Linked DNA regions of Podarcis muralis: region 2 is linked to region 1. Evidence: chromatin contacts called from public Hi-C data. All regions are on one chromosome and are shown on one strand. The core of a region is the stretch at or near the end of the contact, and the rest is flanking DNA. Distances in the headings are between cores, read along the strand shown. Region 1 holds the start of SYT9 (synaptotagmin 9). Region 2 holds the start of OLFML1 (olfactomedin like 1).

What was found. Hi-C and Micro-C count contacts between places; a contact is called where the count stands out from the background.
Region 2: a contact with region 1 is called in a Hi-C map of tail, with 2.1 times the contacts expected there. The contact joins the promoter of OLFML1 here to the promoter of SYT9 in region 1. A contact is called at or near these places in 2 of 3 Hi-C or Micro-C datasets (blood and tail).

What each region holds. Positions count from the first base shown.
Region 1 is chr1:66,010,298-66,013,213 of rPodMur119.hap1.1, forward strand. It overlaps SYT9 (synaptotagmin 9), which reads left to right and starts at 1,468. Exons shown (of 7, transcript XR_013393181.1): 1 at 1,468-1,923.
Region 2 is chr1:66,175,973-66,178,888 of rPodMur119.hap1.1, forward strand. It overlaps OLFML1 (olfactomedin like 1), which reads left to right and starts at 1,417. Exons shown (of 3, transcript XM_028730585.2): 1 at 1,417-1,827. The coding sequence starts at 1,702.

The sequences.
Region 1 (2,916 bases), core at 218-2,717:
CCACCCGCCCCCTGTCCCCCAAAAACAGTACTTCTGTCTTGTCAGGATTCAACCTCAATCTATTAGTCGCCATCCATCCTCCAACCGCCTCCAGGCACTCACACAGGACCTTCACTGCCTTCACTGGTTCTGATTTGAAAGAGAGGTAGAGCAGGGTAACATCCGCATACTGATGAACACCCAGCCCAAACCCCCTGATGCTCTCTCCCAGCGGCTTCATATACATATTAAAAGCATGGGGGAGAGGACGGGTCCCTAATGCACCCCACAAGTGAGAGCCCAAGGGTCTGAACACTCATCCCCCAACACCACTTTCTGGACACAGCCCAGGAGAAAGGAGCGGAACCCCCATATAACAGTGCCCCCAGCTCCCAGCCCCTCTCAACGATTTATATTGTCTATCACAATTTATATCGTGCTCTGAACACTCTGTTAAAAGTGGAAAGGCAAAGTATAAATTGGGGAAATAAATAAGCGTGCCGTGCCTCCATGATGTGACCCAACATAACCTGAAAATACATAGTATTACTTAGCAGTATGTATGCACCAGCATGTGAAACTACTTCATGCTATTTCACAAAATGGAGGGGGGGGGGCCTAGCAGGTGGTAAGATTCCTCTGGGGCACCAGCTGGTACTTTAAAGTAAGGATTAGCAGGTATATGTGTGCAGTTGAACCAGTTGGAAAATACTTAACCTATTTTGATCAAATGAAAAACAACCTCATGTGCGGCAAATTTTGTCTGTTTCAGTCCCCCCCCCCCACACTTAGCAAAATGAAACACTGAAATGTTCAGTGGAGGATTTCTCACTTCTCCAGTTTGGGAGTGCATGCCTGGGAAAAACAGAACCACCATTTTTAAAGTGGCTGACGAAAAGCGGGTGAGAGGCTTTGTGTGGCTTGACCTTTCACTGGAATAAAGAAGAAGAGAAGCATTTTGCTTCGCGTTCTTTGGGAAAATTGTGGGGCTTCCCCCTCACAATAGCCTGCAGGGCCCACTGCGTGGTGTACGGAGGGGCCCAGAAACCAAAGCCTGCACATTGTAGACTGAGGGGGGCGGAGAACCTGTGTGTGAAGGAAAACTGTGTTGCGAAAAGGAAACTTTTTATGAGAGAATTGTTTTTAAAAGCACCAAGATTAGGAATCAGCTTTGCTTTATTTGCCTTAAGAAAACAGCACTTTCTCTTCATGTGGCTCCCCACGTACTTGAGGAGAGGCAGCTGCTCCACGTGTGTGCTCAGAACGTCAGGTCTCCAGGGACATGTTGTTCCAGAAAAAGAAGGGCGGAGAAAGAAATGCGATAGCTGACAATCTTCGGGAAGGGGAGACACGGGGAAACGCCGAGCTCGCCTCAGCCTGGGCGCTGAGCGGAAGGAGGCGCCTTCCCTATTGGCGCCGGGCTGCTGCAGTGAGGCTCGCGGCCGCCAGGGAGAGCCGTTCGGGCGCCGCCTGGAGCCGAGCGAGGCGCGGCTGGCTGGGCGCCTGGCTTTGCGCGCAACTGGTGGCGGGGTCCTCCTTCTCCTCCTCGTGCGGGCGGGGTGGTCACGCCCGGCGGTGGCGGCTCCTGCACAGTGCCGAGGCCGGCCAGGCGAAGTTGGGCAGCGGCGGCGAGGAGGGGCGGCGTTGCTGCTGCTGCTGCTCCCTCTTCCCAGTATGCCGGCGTCTCCCGAGTTGCCTCGGCGGCGACGGCAAGCGGGCGGCCGGCAGCGGCAGCCGAAGAAGCGCGTGTGAGCGACCGGAGAGCTCCTCTCCACTCACAAGGATGCTGGGGGGCGATGCCTGGCGGCAGGGAGGACGAGATTTGCCAGAAAGCGCTGAAGCTGCTGGTCGAGCTCTGCTCCGACGGGACGGTGGAGAACGACCGCTGCCTCGAGTTCAACTACTACCTGCGGGACAGCGGCAGACCCCGGCCCACAGACTCCGGTAAGCGCCGCGATCCTGGGTGGTGGGGGGCCGGGAAGGAACTTCAGCGGGACAAGGGGCTTCAGTTCCCTCGTCGGAAATCTATAGGCGTCCATCGCAGGCTGGGTTTGGAGAGGTGGCGCGTCAGTGATTGCCTGATCCCATCCCTCCATTTTTCAGAAATCTCCCTCCGCCCTGATTTTGAGGCGACCAGGACTTTACTCCTAAATGGTGAGGCCGGGGTTGATGTTCCCGGTCTGTGCAGCCAGAGAGCCCGCCGTCCTCCTAGACGCAGCGCCCAACCCTAGTCACATTTAGGCGCCAAACCCATTGTTTCAATGGAATCTTACGTGCTGATTTGCATGGATGCAGAAATGAATCCTGTTGATTTTCACAGAACTTGCTCTTAAGCATAGCTTTAGAATCATGGGTTTGCATTCTGATATTGGACCTGCTCACTCAGAGAGAAGCCCTGGGAGTTGAGTGAGAGTTGTTCCCATGTAACACGTGTGTGTGTGTATACAGCGTTGCAGACATGGTCATCGGGCAGAGTTAAAGTACCATCTCTGAACTATTTTTAGATCCTGTGAATTTCTATTGCTGCTGTAAGACCAGCACGTATGCAGGACTGTCGGAATCAACACATCTCCAGGAACCAAATCATGGCTGTGGCTCTGGTTGAACTCCGAGTGGGACCAGGGCAGTGTGTTCAAAAGGCATCACATGCTGGGTAGCTCTTAAGCTATTCAGATCTTACAGGAATTGTTTCTTTGCCTTGCTTACACAAGCACGCGCACGTGCACAACAATCAAATAAAATGTGACAGAGCGTTAAATTGCTCTTCTATATCTCCTACGAGTAATATAAGCGTTTGCAATATAACACATCTCTGTACCTTTGGTTTCATTATGGAAATCAACTGGCAGCATACCTTGTTTTCTTTAAAACATGTTTCAGGGGCAGGGGCTGATTGTATTGGGACTAACGGAGCAAAGGAATGCTACCACTGTTTAA
Region 2 (2,916 bases), core at 167-2,666, 170 kb after region 1:
CAGTATTTGAAAGAGAAAACTTCTGAGGGATAGTTGTGAGTGCTGGCAAGTTGAAAATATGAGTGACACCAAAGCAGGGTTGGAAGACAAAGGAGAGAAGGGGAGGGGGGGAGAGACACACACTTTTTCTTATGTTCCCAGCTACTACTATTGCTATTTCTCTCTGACTCCCCATTCTGCCCCTTTTGATAGTTGTTTTTTTTAAAACTGGGAGGGAGGGAGGAAGGTAGATAGGTGGGGTTTTTATTTCCAATGGGTTTGTACAAATATTTACATTAAAGTACACTGTCGTAGCTTCCTGGCATCAGAATGTAGGCTCAAAGGCTAAATTCTGAACACTGTAACACATTTTTAAATGCATTTAATCAATAATACTCACATGCTAATACTTATGCCTCAGCGACCACAAAGAAATCACTTGTGTGATCTCTTTGCTGCTATCATCTCACACTTTCCAGTGTGATAAGTTTTTGAGGGTGCAGACCCCCTATAACCTCTACGTTCAGTGAAGGGTTAGAATTTGAGCAAACTTCTACATTCAGGAATTTAGCAAGGACTGGAAATAATGCCAGTTAGCTTCCTCATGAGGCTAGCCTCAGAAAGGCTCACTGGAGGTGGTCACTGAAGAAACAGAAGGCTGGTAATGGCCTGGTTTGTTTGATAATGGTAAACCATCAACAGAACATCAGACTCTCTGCAGGAAGAGGGACAGAACTCTATGAGCCCTGGCTGGGAAAAGCTGTACCAAGAGACTGGGGAGCATGGCTGGTTTCTGGACAGCCTATGAAGCTATGAGGGGTGTGACCAGGACTTTTTTCAGGGGGAACTCAAGGGAACTCAGTTCTGGCACCTCTCAGGTAGGTGCTATTGTCATTCTAAGAGAAAGAGGGAGGTGTTTATGGTGAGTTCCAGCACCTCTTTTTCTAGAAAAACAGTGCTGGGTGTGACAAGAGACACACTTGGGGTACAATGCTCTGCACCCCTTCTGTTGAAGGCGTTAGGTTGTAAATATGTGTAAATAAGGCGTATTTGGTAAGGACACTAGCCTCCATTGTGCCTCATTTTCCCTGGTTAAGTGCCAAGAAGCTAGAATCTCTCGCTACCTCCAGGCAGAGATTGGGGTGGTAACATTAGGGCTGGCATATATCCAGAATTTCCCAGACATACAGAAACAGTGTCCGGATATAGCTCAAAAACTTTGCCGGAAAAAAACTTTTGTGTTTGCATTTTCACTCTTTTAAATATGGCAACCCTAGGTAACAGTATTTGTCTGATATTTTTCTTACCTCAAAAATTGCATGGTATTTTGTGGAGGGTGAGAGGGGAAGTGGCCTTGTTGCACAAGAGCATGAAATCCACTTGAATCATACCTATCAAAACAGTGACAGTCTGGAAGCAGCTGAAGAATAATAGCTTTGGCTCAATACTGCTAGCCTACATGCGCTGCACAGCTCAGTTTTGAACATCTGGACCCAATCAAAAGATCACGAGCTGGAAAGCACTCCTAGAAACAAACTTATGTAGCTTAGAGCTTTGCAGAACTTTATTGTGCTAATGAGAGACTGTGGGAGCCTAAACAGCCATTTTAAATCACACAGTTGTTAAGTTTTGTCTTTGCTTGCACACAGCACAGTGCTGGGCAGATAGTAAACGGAAGCCTCTAGCGTCCGTGTTTAGGGTGTTTGAAGGTTTAATGCAACAATGGCAGCCATACAGCTCAGATTCTTATTAGTTTCATTCTTTACAAGTATTGCGGGAGAAGCACAATATGTAATGCAAGATGCTGGATTGGTGCATTACATGGACCGCCGAATTCTCTCAATAGAGGTATGTGGCTATATCAGTGATATCTGAAAAATGATTTGATTTTCTGTGTAAAGTGGATGTGTGCTAGGGAAATAAATTGCTTTCCTTTTAAAATGAGCTCCTTTTTATAACTGTAGCTTTGATTATGCACAGTAAAGGTATAAGGAACAGCCCAAATGCAAGGTTGTTTATGAAACTTGTTCCTGTTGATTTTATTAGCAAGTAAACATGCATGCTTGGAATGGGTGCAATCCAGCTAGAGTTAAAACACTTTTAAGTTAGTTGATTTTTCAGTGGAAAGCAAGCAAAGCTTTACAGTGTGCTGAACAAGGGCAGGATGGGATCTGGGATATTTTCACTCTTTGGGGGGGAGGAAATCCATTTGACAGTGTATGAAATTTGAATGCCACAAGGAGCCATCTACTCTTCAAACAGGACTTCCAATATCTCAATTTCTGACCTTTACTACATAGGTGTTCTGGTTAAGCTAAAGAGATTCATTGCATCCATTTTCACAATGCTAAGAGGGCAAATGAAAACTCCTGGATCTTGAAAACACACTTTTTTACTCTAGCAGTTGGGTCCCCAACATGATCACTGTGGGCACCATGGTACCCTCATACACCTCCTTGTTGACAAAGGTTGGGAACTCCTCCTGTAGCATTATGAATCATATGTAAATGTCAATGTAACAAGCAGTGCTATTTTTCTAGAAAAAGAGGTGCCGGAATTCACCATGAATACCTCCCTTGTTCTCTTAGAAAGCCAATGCCAGCCACCTAAGAGGTGCTGGAACTGAGTTTCAGCGAGTTCTTGCTGAAAGAAAGCTCTGGTAAGAAGCTTTAAGAAGTTATAATTGTTTCAACACTGCATGTGGGTTAGTAGAACAGGAGTTCGCTGTTAACTATGTATTGTACTAATTAGCAATGCAATTCTATATGTGGGTAATAATAATAATAATAATAATAATAATAATATTCACTGGGGCTTACTCCCATGTAAGTGTGCCTAGGATTGCAGTTCTATGTATACTTGCCTAGGAGTAAGCCACCCAAAAAATCAATCCTTGCTTTAAAAATCAATGCCTGCTGTTCTCTTTCCCATTATGAG